Regions from separate parts of the Oryctolagus cuniculus genome. Here region 2 is linked to region 1. A link is a contact called in public Micro-C data. All regions are on one chromosome and are shown on one strand. Each heading gives the region's core, a stretch centred on a gene start, on an enhancer-like site or on the middle of the called end of the contact. The rest is flanking DNA. Distances are from core to core; before and after follow the strand shown. Region 1 holds the start of DAGLB (diacylglycerol lipase beta). Region 2 overlaps RAC1 (Rac family small GTPase 1).

Region 1 (6,966 bases), core at 3,276-5,775:
CGCCCAGGGAAGAAGAAAGCGGGCGACATGTCCCCACCACTGCTGGCCCCTAGGATGCATCTCGGGCAGCAGGGCCGGGGGCTGGAGTGCGGGCTGGGCAGCCTCCCGCCCTGGGCACACAGGCTCTGCCGGCTTTGATGGCCTTAGAAGCACTGTTTCATAGTTATTTTCACCTCCTGAATAAAGATTATCAGGTAGTTAATATTTTATCAAGTTTTTTTTTTAATTTGTGTTCATTTTTTTATTAAATTCTAAACATGAGGGACAATAAAGCCAAGTATGAGTGCCGAGAGTCCCGGCTTCCCTGCGTGCGGCACCCTTGTCCTGGATTTCCAGAAACTCGCTCCCCCGTGTGATCTGGAGAAGCGCCTGCCCCAGGGTGCTGTGCAGTTGGAGAGCCTGGGACAGCTGCCTGAACAGGAGATGGCCTGGGTCAGTTTAGACTGCAGGTTCAGAATCCTCCTTAGGACAGGAAGGCCACAGACGTCCACACAGGGGCTCCTCCACGCCTTCCCCGCCTTCCCCGACTCCCTATCTGAGGAAGAGCAGTTGCATGGGGCTTCTTCCCGTGTGCCTCTGCCCTCTAGTGGCTGGATGTGGAATTTCCAAGGAACCACAGCGTCCCACCCGCTGTTCTCCAATTTTTGGAACAGTTAACATCCCAGCAAGTTGCAGATTGGTCTTGACCAATCCTCTCAAACAGCGACAGGAAGCTTTATTACAACATCTAAGGCTGTCTGTCCTGGTCTCACCCCCAGCACTTACTCCGCTCCACTTAACTCAGTTACTAAATTACATACGAAATGCCAAAACTGTCTTGGAAGAATACTTTGTAATTTTCAAATATTGAAATTAACCTGAAAACGAGCAAACAGGGCTGTCGAGGATCTTTTTTTCCTCAAAACCTGGAAGGTTTTTGGCTGTGTTTCAAGTAAGTTTAAAAAAAAAAAAAATAGGTACCAGGGGTTGCATAAGCTATTTGGCCCATATGCAGCCCTAGACTTGATTCCCCACTCTGGCTCCTGACTCCAGCTTCCTGCTGATGTGGACCCTGGCAGGCAGAGGTGTTGGCTCAGGTAGTCGGGCTCCTGCCTTCAGCCTCCACCACAGTAGGCATTTAGGGGAGCGACTCAGTAGATGGGAGCTGTGACTCTTGCCTCTTAAAAACAATGACAATCTGAGGAGGGACTCTGAAAGCTCACGGAGAAGACATCTGTCAATTTCAAAACTTGTTGACATCAAAAATAATTTAAGTCTATGTTCCACAAACTCCTTTAAAAAACCCAAAAATTTGTTTGAAAGGCAGAATGAGAAAAGGAGTGACAGACGGGTCTTTTATCCACTGGTTCACTCCCTAAATGGTTACAACAGCCAGGTCTGGCCCAGGCCAAACCAGGAGCCTGAAACTCCATCCAGGTTTCCCATGTGGGTGTCAGGGGCTCATACAGTATTCTCAAGTATACACAAAAGTACAACAGTGGGGCTGGCGCTGTGGTACAGCGGGTTAGCCCTGGCCGGCAGTGCCAGCATACCATATGGGCGCCAGTTCGAGACCTGTTTGCTCCACTTCCAATCCAGCTCTGCTATGCCCTGGGAAAGCAGCAGAAGATGGCCCAAGTCCTTAGGCCTCTGCACCCACATGGGAGACCTGGAAGAAGCTCCTGGCTCCTGGCTTTAGATCAGCCCAGCTCCGGCCGTTGCGGCCTGTTGGGAAGTGAGCCAGCGGATAGAAGACTTCTCTCTCTCTCCTCTCTCTCCTCTCTCTCTCTCTCTCTCTCTTTTTGACAGGCAGAGTAGACAGTGAGAGAGAGAGACAGAGAGAAAGGTCTTCCTTTTGCCGTTGGTTCAGCCTCCAATGGCCGCTACGGCTGGCGCACAGCACTGATCCGAAGCCAGGAGCCAGGTGCTTCTCCTGGTCTCCCATGCGGGTGCAGGGCCCAAGCACTTGGGCCATCTTCCACTGCCCTCCTGGGCCACAGCAGAGAGCTGTGAGGGGCAACCGGGAGTAGAACCCGGTGTGCCGGCACTGCAGGTGGAGGATTAGCCTATTGAGTCACGGCACCGACCTCTGCCTCTCCTCTCTCTGTGTAACTCTGACTTTCAAATAAATAAATAAATCTTAAAAAAAAAAAAAAAAGTACTACAGTGAGATGACCTCCACTTTTTGAGAACATCCTAAATTTTTCACCCATAAAGGCTACAATATGTATTTTTAACTGATGATGCACCAACAAAATTAGTAATTGTTAGATACAAGCTAACATTTAGCCCTGTTCAAGTTTTCCTGGTTGTGTCAGAAAAAGATCTTTTTATGGTTTGTCCATCTGAGTCACATCCACACAAGGTCTGCACATTGCATGTTGTTAGTGTCACAGTTTTCACTTTATTTGAGAGACAGATCTATGTACTGGCTCACTCCCCAGATACCCACAGCATCCAGGCTGGGCCAGGCCAAAGCTGGGAGCCTAGAATTCAATCTAGGTCTCTCTCATGGGTAGCAGAGACCCAAGCAGTTGAGCCGTCACCTGATGCCAGCCAGGGTGTGCATTATCAGGAAGCTGGGTGGCAGGTGCTCAGTGCTTTACCACTGGACCAAATGCCCACTCCCATATGCCTTTAAATTGTGGCTATTTTTACAATCAGGACTGGGGCCCGTGCTGTGGCACCTGCAGTGCCGGCATTCCATATGGGTGCCGGTTCGAGTCCTGGCTGCTCCACTTCCAATCCAGCTCTCTGCTGTGGCCTGGGAAAGCAGTGGAAGATGGCCCAAGTCCTTGGGCCCTTGTACCTGCATGAGAGACTCAGAAGAAGCTCCTGGCTTCGGATCAGCCCAGCTCCGGTCATTGTGGCCGTCTGGGGAGTGAACAAGTGGGTGGAAGACCTCTCACTCTCTACCTCTCTGTAACTCTGCCTTTTTTTTTGACAGGTAGAGTGGACAGTGAGAGAGAGAAAGGTCTTACTTTTTCTGTTGGTTCACTCCCCAATGGCTGCTGTGGCCGGTGCACTGCAGCCAGCACACTGCGCTGATCCGAAGCCAGGAGCCAGGTGCTTCCTCCTGGTCTCCCATGCGGGTGCAGGGCCCAAGGACTTGGGCCATCCTCCACTGCACTCTCGGGCCACAGCAGAGAGCTGGACTGGAAGAGGGGCAACCGGGACAGAATCCGGCACCCCGACCGGGATTGGAACCTGGGGTGCCGGCGCCGCAGGTGGAGGATTAGTCTAGTGAGCCGTGGTGCCGGCCAACTCTTCCTTTCAAATAAATAAACCTTAAAAAAAAAAAAAAGCTACAGAATTTCTGAGAAAGCTCTCATCAGCCAGTACAGTTCAGCTCTATGTCACAGGTAACTGACACAACTAGTGGTCTTGCTTTTGCTGGGCTCCTGTCTCCTTACCAGCTGAAGCTGTTGGCCGTGTACCAGGTGCAGCTAGTAGTCACTGGTTGGGAGCTGCGTGAGCTCTCTGCGCCCAGGCTGCCTATCCTGTTCCATCTCTTAATTCAGTTCCCACTGTACAGGTGAGGAACCAGGCTTAGCCTAGATCAAGTACCTTGCCCAACGTCGGATTTTCCAAACTGTACCCATGTTTCAGGCACCAGGCCGAGTCTCCTCCCCAGCCGGAGTGCGTGAGAGTCTGACCACCATCTGACTCTCCAGCAGCCAGCCCGGGCTTTGCAAACCCTGCAGAAGCCCAGCTAATGCTGTTTAGTGATGGACATTGGAGAACGCACCAGAGGATCAGGATGAAGCCCAAAACGAGGATAGACAGCTGGGGGGGGTGGGGCGCTTGCCTCAGGAGGTGCTGACTTTGGGACTTGGGTGTGGGGGCACCGGCGCGGGGTGGTGTCTCATCTCCAGAATCCTCATCAAGCCCTTGGCTGCACACGCGTTCACCCGCAGACCTGGCACCCTTAAACCCGTCCCGTGGGGCTGCCCTCTGCCTTCCCTCTTCTCACCCTGGGCAACTGCCCTCCAACGCCCAGCCCCCCAAGTCTCTCCACCTAGCTCTCCACGTTTGTTTCCCAAAGTCCGGTGTTCTAGAGGTGCCTAGAACCCGAGCTGTGACGTGCACAGCAAGGCAAGAGGATGCACAGGGCGCCTGGGCTCCGGGGGTGGGAGGTAACAGGCTTGGAGGAACTGGGGGGTCCCGGAAGGCCCCTGGAGGCAGGGACCCCGGAGCTGAGGTCCGAATGAAGAGAGCGCGCGAGTGAGCTGCAGGCAGGGAGTGAGGCGGCTCGGACCGGGGCCGGGGGCAGTGCAGGTGCCCAGACGTGGGGTGACCCTGCCCCACCAGACACTGAGTTCCAGGAGCGAACGCAGGGCACAGGCTTGGAGGCGCGGGAACCCGGGCGTGAGACCCAGACCCGTCAATAATGGCCTGGTGAGTCCTTATCTATGAACTGGAAGTATCACTGGGACTTTTTTTTTTTTTTATCACAGCCGCACACCTGCGATAAAACCAGCCTGAGGCATCTGACCCAGCGGCTATGCGCAAGCGCAGACAGCGCCGCTGCCAGCGGTAGCAACGGCATGCGGCTCAGTGCGCATGCGTCGGTCTCGGCCTCCGCAAAGAGCATGCGCCGAGCCCCGCCCTCGCGTGCGCCTGCGCCTGCGCCTGCGCGGGGTCGCGGGTCAATTTGCCGGCCGAGTCCAGAGGGCTCCGGGGCAGCCGGGTCTGGGGAGCGGCGCGAGGGGCCGGCCCGAGGCCGGGCGTTCGGACCCGAGCCATGCCCGGGATGGTGCTCTTCGGTCGGCGCTGGGCCATCGCCAGCGACGACCTGGTGTTCCCAGGGTTCTTGGAGCTGTTGCTGCGAGTGCTGTGGTGAGCGCGGCGGCTCTGCGGGCGGCCGGACGCGTGAGGGGCGAGACGGGGATGGAAGTCGCGAGCGGTCACGGAGGGGCCGGCGCCGGCCGTGCCCGCGTCACGGGTGGCGAATCGGAGGGGGTCGGTGGTGCCCGGGGCTGGGGGTCCGGGCTGCGGGGCGCCGAGCCTGGGGGCCGTGGGAGCCGCGAGGCGGTCAGCGCCGGCCGCAAGCCGTGGACGGTGGCCTCGAGCGGGGGGCAGCCGCTTCTCGCGGGGAGGGGGCCCTGTGTGCCGGCCGGACGTTGACGGAGCCCTTCTGGGGCCGCTGGTGGTCGCACTTAGTGAGCGGCACCGGGGGCAGAAGCTGTGTTCCCGGAGAGGAGAAAAAATAAATAAAAATTTTTAAAAAATTTATAAAAAAAACCAGAAGTGCTGGGAGCTGCGTCCCGGGAGTTGCGCGGTTGCCAGGGCTGTGAATTTCTGAGGTCACTTCCCCATTCTTGCTTCTGGGTCCAGGGGCCCGGGGTTGTACCCCACCGGAGAGTTATCTGATCCACTTCCGCTTCTGCAGGGCTGTGGGCTTGAGCCCTTTCGCTTTTTTCTTTAAAAAAAAAAAATTTATTTATTTGAGTTACACAGAGAAGGAGAGGCAGAGAGAGAGGTCTTCCATCCGCTGGTTCACTCCCCAATTGGCCGCAACGGCCGGAGCTGAGCCGATCCAAAGCCAGGAGCCAGGAGCTTCTTCTGGGTCTGCACGTGGGTGCAGGGACCCAAGGACTTGGCCATCTTCCACTGCTTTCCCAGGCCACAGCAGAGAGCTGGATTGGAAGAGGAGCAGCCTGGGCTCGAACTGGGGCCCTGGGTTTGATCCCTGTCGCCTGCCCTGCATGAGGCAGCTCTGCAGCCGCGGTGCCCTGGAGAGCTTAACCAGTGCCCCGTGGGGCATCTTGAGAAACCTGCTCCGGGTGCTCTGGGGTTTGAATTACACAGCTGCAGACCACAAGGAGTGGGTGTCAGTTTCTTGTTAATCCAGCCAGTGAAAGTCTCTGGCTAAGAATTTAGCAAGTACGTTGGAGGACTTCAGACTTCACTGGGGGGGGGGGGTTATTTTGGTGCAGAAAATGTTGAACTCCCTGCATGGGGTGGGTGTTCTTTAAAAAGGTCACAGAAAAAGGTGTATTCTGGAAAAAAGTATGCCTGGATTTCACTGTTTTTGCACCAAAATAAACATCTTTTAATTTCATTTGTCCACGAACCTTTTGAAGTATCTGTGTTGTTCACCTGTTCTGTATATCTGAGTCATGGTGGGCCTGTCTCCCCCCACCTTTTAATTTGGGATGGACCGGGCCCTCACCTGCTGATTCATACCCCGAGTGCCTAAAATGGCCAGAGCTGGGCTGAGGGTGAAGCACTCCGTCTCGCGCCCGAGTGGCGGGAACCCACTTTCGTGAGCCATCCCTTGCTTTCTCCCAGGGCCTGTGTTAATGGGAGGAGCTGGGATTGAACCCGGGTTCTGTGATGTGGGCCTCGAGGTCTTAACTGGCATCAGCTGTCCCCACGGTGCAGCTGGTTTCCAGAAGCTCAGCTTATGTTTGATTCCTCACGGCTTTCAGGCCGCTTGTGAGTTGTAGCAGGTGTGGGAGCAGAACGATGACAGAAGTAGCAGAAGTATAAAACTTAGTAAAAAAAAAAAAAAAAAAGTCATGCCTTGAGTTGACTTTGACTGATGAACGTGATATATCCAAATGCACCTCACCTGGTTTCGAAGGTGTGACGGCCTTGCGTGTCTGTATCGTGTTGTGGCAAGCAGCTGGCCGGCTTCCGTGGCTCACGGGCCCTGCCTGTCTCCCCGCAGGTGGATCGGCATTCTGATGCTGTACGTCATGCACAGAGGGAAGCTGGACTGTGCCGGGGGCGTCCTTCTCAGCAGTTACCTGATCGTGCTCATCGTGCTCCTGGCGGTCATCATCTGCACCGTGCTGGCCATCGTGTGCGTCAGCATGAGGGGTGAGGCGCCGCCTGGGCCACACGGCACCCTTCTCTTCTGTTCAGCAGCTTTGAGATGCAGTGTGCATTCTAATAGGATCGACCCATTTTGAGAGTGTATAATTCGATGTTTATTTTTAAAGTTTATTTTTTGAGAGTTCTCCTCCGCTGGTTCACTCC
Region 2 (6,966 bases), core at 3,317-5,816, 37 kb after region 1:
GCTGCCAGTGTGAGGGGTCACTGCCGAGGCTGCTCTGAGCCCAGCGCTGCGGCCCCCCCCCCCCCCGTCCGCGGTGCTCTCCGGGTGGCGCAGGCCAACGCGCTGCCCCCGCCTGTCGCCCTCAGTACAAGATCCTGCTGCACGGGTGCTGGTACGAGCTCTTCGGAGGGAGCCCTGAGAACCTGCCAGCGGAGCTGGACGGGGGCGACCAGGGGCGCCTGACGCAGCCCCTCCTCGGGGAGCAGAGCCTGCTGACGCACTGGTCCCCGGCCTACAGCTGCTCCAGCGACTCCCCGCTGGACTCCTCCCCCAAGTACCCGCCTCTGTACCCCCCCGGCAGGATCATCCACCTGGAGGAGGAGGGCAGTGCGGGGAGGTGAGTGCGCCCTCACCGCCAGCTGACGGCACGCGGGAGGTGACCACCGAGGCCGTGGTGCTCACCGCCCGTTCCGTTTCAGGTTTGGCTGCTGCTCCGCCACCCAGTATGGCGTGAGGTGGGCGCACGAAGCCGAGTTCAGCAGGATTCTCATCGGCCCCAAGATGCTGACTGACCACATGCCCGACGTCCTGATGCGAGCCCTGGACAGCGTGGTCGCCGACAGAGCGCTGTGCGTCTCGTGTCCAGCACAAGGGCTTCCGGACGTGGACGTGGTGTAAGCGGGGCTGCTGGGACCGGGGACCACACCGTTCGGAAACAGCCGGGGTCCGACGTGCGGAAAGCCCGTGGGCACGTCGTCGGTGCTGTTTGCGGTGGCACTGGCGGGGTCAGGAGGCAGCGGCGAGCACGGAGGGGAGGGGCCTGTGAGCCCCGCGGCGGACGTGGGCAGCCGTCCTCCCTGTCACTCCACAGATGAGTCTGAGCTCGCGCGTGCGCCCTGAGCTTTCCTGGCTACCCCGCCCCCGCCTGGGTTTCCCCCAAGTGGCACCAAGCTTGGGACTGGAGACAGGTGTTTGAGGCAGGCGAGCAGCCACGCACCTGGCCTCCTGAGGCCGCCGAGTTGTCCATTGCTCGCTGGCCCTCGTCTGGCTCTGAGGGCGTGGGGAGAATAAAGCATTCACCCTCACTCGTGTCCGTACTTGTGTGCTCCCGCGCTGTTCCCAGGCAGGCCTGCCGTACCGGGTAGTTGCAAGTGAAAGTGAAACCTAAGTTCTCTTGCAGTTCTGCCTGCAGAATGAGGGGACGTGAGACCCCGTCAGAGGCCAGGAAAATGGCAGTAAAGAGACTGCCCTAAGAGGGGAAATCCATGAGGATGGGGGACAGGCACAGGCAGCGTCCTGCGCACTGTGGTGACCGGCCTGGCCCTCCCGCTGCCCTCCCAGGGGCCAAGGACAGACCCCCTCAACCTTAAGAACTCCACGGAAACAGGGCCGCAGCCCCACCACCCCAGCTCTGGAGAGCTCGGACTCCGCACACAGCACCTGCACCAGCCTGGGAGGGGAGACAGCACAGGGCTCCGGCACCAGCTGGCTCACTTGAGTGCGAGACTGAAGTCACAACCGTGATGGGGCCAGCAGCACCCAAGCCCCGGCTGCGGCCAAGAAGCTGCCCGAGCGGGGACCTGGAGAGCGGTCCCGAAGGTCCAGTCCACATCCCCAGGGAGGAACACTGCAGGGCGCCCACGCGGAGGCTCGGGCCTGCGCTCACCGCCAGCCTCGGATTTTAGACCCAGGTGATCATTTCCAAAGTCGTTGGCTCGAAAACACTCCCAGGACTGGTGCCGCGGGGCGGCAGGTTAAACCAGTGCCTGCAGCACACACATCCATGTGGGCAGCCAGCTGCTCCACTTCCAGTCCCAGGAAAGCAGCAGCAGAGGGCCCAAGTGCTCGGCCCCTGCACCGCGTGGGAGACCCAGAGGCAGCTCCTGGCTTTGGCCTGGCCCCGCCCTGGCTGTAGCTGACACTTGGGAAGCGAAGCAGCAGATGGCAGATCTGTCTCTTCCTCAAACTGCCTTTCAGGTGAATCTCAAGCAGCAGCCTTCCCAAGTGGCCTTCCCAGGGAGCTCTTGGTGCCACTCATCAGGACAAGCAGCAGGAAATGAGATGAGCGCGGAGTGAAGGCCCCGTGACCTGAGGAGTCCAAGTTGCCCAGAACACAGGGGCCGGCACTGTGGCGTAGCGGGTAAAGCTGCCACCTGGCACGCCAGCACCCCATGTGGGCCCTGCTAATGCACCTGGGGAAGCAGCAGCAGATGGCTCGAGCACCTGGGCCCCTGCACCCCTGCACCCGTGTGGGAGAGCTGGAGGAGCTCCCGGCTCCGGCCATTGTGTCTACTTGGGAAACAGACAAGGGAAGATCTGTCTCTTCCTCTCTGACTCATGTAAATCACCTTTTTAAAAAAAATGACTTGGTGGAATAAGCAACTAAAGCACTGCTTACGGCGGGGCCAGAAGCTGGGCTGAGAAGTGAGGACACTGACGGCTGAGCCACCGAAGCCGTCACCTCGGCACGCGGGAGAGGGCTGTAACAGCTGTGGAGCCGTGTCCACACTGAGCTCCTTGAACTCGCGGCACTGCCCCGAGAGGGGCCCAGCAGACCTGAGACTTCCTCGTCTAATGATGTCTCTGCAGTCTTCACAGAGAACAGGTTCCTGGGCACAGCCGAGGCTCCGGGCATGGGCACCGTCTGCTGAGCGCTGGACTCGAGGCGGCCGCGTGTGCCCGTGAGCACGCCCCACACGGGCCCTCCTGGGAGCGTCCTGCAGACACGGAGCAGGTCCAGACCTGCACCTCCCGCCCCGGGCAGCACTCCCTGTTGCTGTGTGAAGTGAGTGTCTCGCACAGCCCACACTTCGAGCGAAGCACATTACACACACCCCGAGTACCTGCCCGGCAAGTGCGCAAAAATTCAAGTATGACCAGTCGTACGATTCAAGGATTTATTAATTCATACATGCAAAACATACTGCTAATTGCATTAGCAAAAGATCAATGTAAAAACACTCCACAACTCTGCAACTGTCGATTTAGAAAATGTTGTTCTAGTGGTTGAAAGTTCCAACACTGTGTTCTCGCCAGTGAGTGAGGCTGTACAGAACGTCGTCAGCACTAGCACAGTTTACAGAACCTCAGAGACCCGAGAGAACCTTGTTAGGGCGAAGCCACGACAGGAAGCGCGTGTCCGTGGGGGCGCGGTGGGGGTCAGTGTTAGTGTCGGGGATGTTAGAAGGGTCGTGGTTTACGGGAATCTAAAATCTCTTAAAAACTGCAAAGCTGCAACACATGATCTTTACACCTAGTAACTGGAGAACTAAGAGCGCTGACTCAGCTTCGGATAAAGTAACGTGAAAACAGGAATGCACTTGCACTAATCTACGAGAAAGCTCCCAGCGCATCATCAGAAAGACGTTATCATACAAGGAGGCATATTGCTCATGAAGTAGGGCTCTAGAAGAAAAGCACTTCCTAAGTCGGCAACTACGGGAATGGCCAGTTCAGAGATGAACGGACGCCCGACCTGGGAGGATGGCAGGTGTGGGAGGAAGGCTGGAGGGACAGATAACAGACCTCTTTCCGCAGCTCCTGGGGACAGGACTCGCCCTCACGTGCTGGCCTGTGACCCCGAGCTCAGGCACTCCGTGCACGCCTCCGTATCCCGTCAAAATCCTGTCTGCATCCTGTGACACTGCCTCCACCCCCCCCCCAGCGCGCACACAACTAAGCAGAGGCTCCGTGAGTTCTGTCAGCATCTCGGCGGAAGCTGGCCGGCTGTTTCCGGAAAACTCACTAGGAAATCAAAGCGCTCCGGAGTTGAGCTGGGACGTGCGGTGCGGTGTCAGGCAGGGAACGGGCTGACAAACGGCTGCTGGGAAGTGGCCACTTGTCAGCGGGGGGCTGTCCTGCTTTGTGTCATCCGAACACGGCCGCGCACGCAGCCGCACCGCTAACTCCGGGAGCTACACTGGTCTTTCAACCGCTTAGTGCTTAGTGTTCTCAGCACAACAATGCAACTTAGTGTGAGAAGGTATTTTGGCAACTCTTACTCTGAGCAAGAACAGGGGCTTTTGAAAAATAAGGCTTTAAGAAGGCTTGTCATTTTAGGGCTAAATTTTAATAGAAGGTGAGTCTGAACTCTTAACATTTAAAACAAAAACCTTAAAATTACTGATTGGTTCAAAACGGTTTTATGGAAAAATTAATCTGTAACAAAAACTTGGCATTGAGTGCGAAGGCTCCACCGTTTCCGAGCAAAGCGTACAAAGGTCGAGGGCCAGGGCCGGGGGGCGCGGCGCTCACAGCAGCAGGCACTTCCTCTTCCTCTTCTTGACGGGGGGCGGGCAGAGGACCGCTCGGATCGCCTCGTCGAACACTGTCTTGAGGCCTCGCTGCGTGAGGGCCGAGCACTCCAGGTATTTCACAGCACCTGCGGGAGAGACAGCCACATGGCAACACTGGCGGAGGCACAGCCGGCACGGCCTGGCACGGCCTGACGCGGCTTCCCGCCGAGTGCGCCGCACCCCGAGAGGACCAGCGCCCTCTGCGTTCCCGGAGCGGACTCCTCAGAATCGCTGCGGGGCAGACGGCCAAGACGATTTCCTACCGATCTCCTTGGCCATGGCCAAGCCCTGCGGGTAGGTGATGGGTGTCAGCTTCTTCTCCTTCAGTTTCTCAATCGTGTCTTTATCATCCCGAAGATCCAGTTTCGTTCCCACGAGGATGATGGGCGTGTTGGGACAATGGTGTCGCACTTCAGGGTACCACTAGACCGGAAGAAAGGACACACAGGTTACACCCAACAGGGGTCACTGCCCAGCCCCCACCTGAGGCGCCCTGCCCCAGTCTTCACGTAGGCCTTCAAGAACCACAAGGGACACCCACAGGTGTCAGATTAGCAAGCAATGACAGCCCCCACCCCAGCGAATTGACCCCACAGAAAGGCCCCCGGCTCAAGGAACGGTCGTTTCTGGTCGAGCAGACTAAGTTCCAGGGTCATCCCAGAAACCCACCTCCTGCTCGGGGCCGAGCGGCCCACACCGAGCCTCGGCTCTGCTGCCCTCGGTGAACGGCAAAGCCCCCACGTACCTTCGCTCGGACATTTTCAAACGACGCAGGACTCACAAGGGAAAAGCAAATCAAGAAGACGTCCTATGTAAAAGGAAACAGACATTCAGAAACCAGGTCTGAAAGTGCTGAACGCGCTTTGTGGGATCGAGCCTCAGACACGGGCGCGCGTCTGGGACCAGCACCCATGTCGGGAGCTCGCCCTGCCGCGGCCCTGCAGCTGGCAGGCGGCTTCCAGACCAGAGCCAGTACTGTGAGGAGGGGCGCACAGGGAGCACCTGAGGCCAAGGGAACCCCTTTGACGGTATCTGTCAGAAACAGCAAAAATCAACATGCTGGAACTACCCGCGCGCCCGTGAAGCGCGGCTGCCTGGGCTGGGCACGGAGCCCAGGGGCTGCGCTGCTGGCTGGGCTGCCCACACCCAGAGCAGGTGCCTCATCCAGCCGGGCTCCGCTCCTGTGTGTGCCGCTTCCTGCTAACTCACACCCGGGCGGCAGCGAATGACAACAGCCCAAGTGCTTGGGTTCCTGGCTCCGCCAGCCACTGTGGGCATTTGGGGAAGTGACCCAGCAGAGGGGAGATGTCTGTGCCCCCATACCAAGCAGCCTTTCAATTTCACAAAGACACAATTTAGAAATTTTTCTCAATAGAAGTATCTGAACACAGTATAGCTTCCAGTTAGCTCCCCATTTGCATGCTAGATCCAGTCACTTCAGATGCTCACTGGGCTCCAGCTGAGCTCCTGCTCAGGGACCTCTTGTCCCTCACTCCCTGGCACTAAGTGGCGGCTCGGTGCTTGCCACCCGAGCCCTGTCCAGGAGGCTGGGGCCCTGGGGATGTGGCGGGTAAGGCCACTCGCACAGGCCCAGTGGGCCCCGGGCTGCAACCAGGCAGCTGCAGCAAAGGCAGGGCTCCCAGGACAGGGGCGGGACCCAGGCTTGCAGACAGCGCCTGACTAGATGCTAAGTGCCGCTCTCCCTCCCAGCCTGCACTGTGTGCAAGCTCAAGTTTGTGCCTGTCTAAAAAATGCAGAGTTCCTACACTGCCAGGTGTAAGAAAGCATCTTCCTGGAAAAGGCAACTCTGCTGCTCTGTGAAGTGGACACAAGTCCCAGGCTAGCACCTGAAATTCCCCAGGGGCGCGCTCGTGCCTGCACGGGAACAAACACATCCCACACAGCAGCCTCTGATACAGGGCGTTCTGAACGCCGGCGCATGCACAAGCTCGTCCAGCAGTCACCACAGCACCCGGCACCCACGGCAAGCACGGTTGGGTTAGCTCAGCAGCCCTGCCCAGCCGCCTGGACACCACAGTGCAGAGAGGAGGCCCTGGCAGCGGTTAGTCCTGCTCCGGTTAGCGCGCAGCCTGTGAGCCGGCGGCTTCTCCAGGCCAGCGCCGACAGAGGCCCTGACGCGCACCCTGCTTCCTCCTGCCTCGGAGGAGGGCAGAGAGCAGCCGGGGAACTGCTGGGGTTCCCACTGGTGGGCGCCAGCGCGTGCTAACGGAGCTCATTCGTCAAGCACAAGCCCAACCTTGAGTGAATCGAATAGAAAACACGCAAGGAACGCGAGGCTCGGCAGGAGATCCGAGGGAAACTGAGTGAAACAGAACAGGGAAAGCTGAGACTCAAGTCGACTGAAAGGGTTACATACGGCAATCGGCTTGTCTCTGCCCCTGGACGTAATGTCCTTACCATACGTTTCTCCAACCTAGTAATGCACGAGAATTTTGTTTGAGTTTTGTACAAACTGGGGAAAATAAAAATTAACAGAACCTGTTATTTACCCTTTATCAGAGTTTTGTCTCTACCCACCTGAAGGATCCCAAATGTACCATAATGTAACACCTCTGATGCCAAATGCTACCAATCACGCCATGACACCCCGAGAATGGCGAAGGCTGACGCTGGCAGACACTGGCGCTCCTTGGAGCTGTGGGCGGCACACTGCAGGATGTAACCACGCCAC

What was found. Hi-C and Micro-C count contacts between places; a contact is called where the count stands out from the background.
Region 2: a contact with region 1 is called in a Micro-C map of ear pinna, with 2.0 times the contacts expected there. The contact joins the enhancer-like site here to the promoter of DAGLB in region 1. A contact is called at or near these places in 2 of 6 Hi-C or Micro-C datasets (ear pinna and skin fibroblasts).

What each region holds. Positions count from the first base shown.
Region 1 is chr19:40,009,317-40,016,282 of mOryCun1.1, forward strand. It overlaps DAGLB (diacylglycerol lipase beta), which reads left to right and starts at 4,526. Exons shown (of 14, transcript XM_051839071.2): 1 at 4,526-4,818. The coding sequence starts at 4,527.
Region 2 is chr19:40,046,420-40,053,385 of mOryCun1.1, forward strand. It overlaps RAC1 (Rac family small GTPase 1), which reads right to left. Exons shown (of 6, transcript XM_051839076.2): 4 at 5,020-5,082; 5 at 4,538-4,697; 6 at 2,866-4,360. The coding sequence ends at 4,230. DAGLB (diacylglycerol lipase beta) reads left to right here. Exons shown (of 14, transcript XM_051839071.2): 13 at 126-376; 14 at 459-1,064. The coding sequence ends at 657. Among named protein-coding and RNA genes, the nearest start is that of RAC1, 29 kb to the right of the region's middle. Within about 2 kb of position 4,567, at least 2 of the 8 cell types and tissues checked have an H3K27ac peak or open chromatin away from gene starts, as enhancers often do. A contact at or near this core is called in ear pinna, where this site is marked.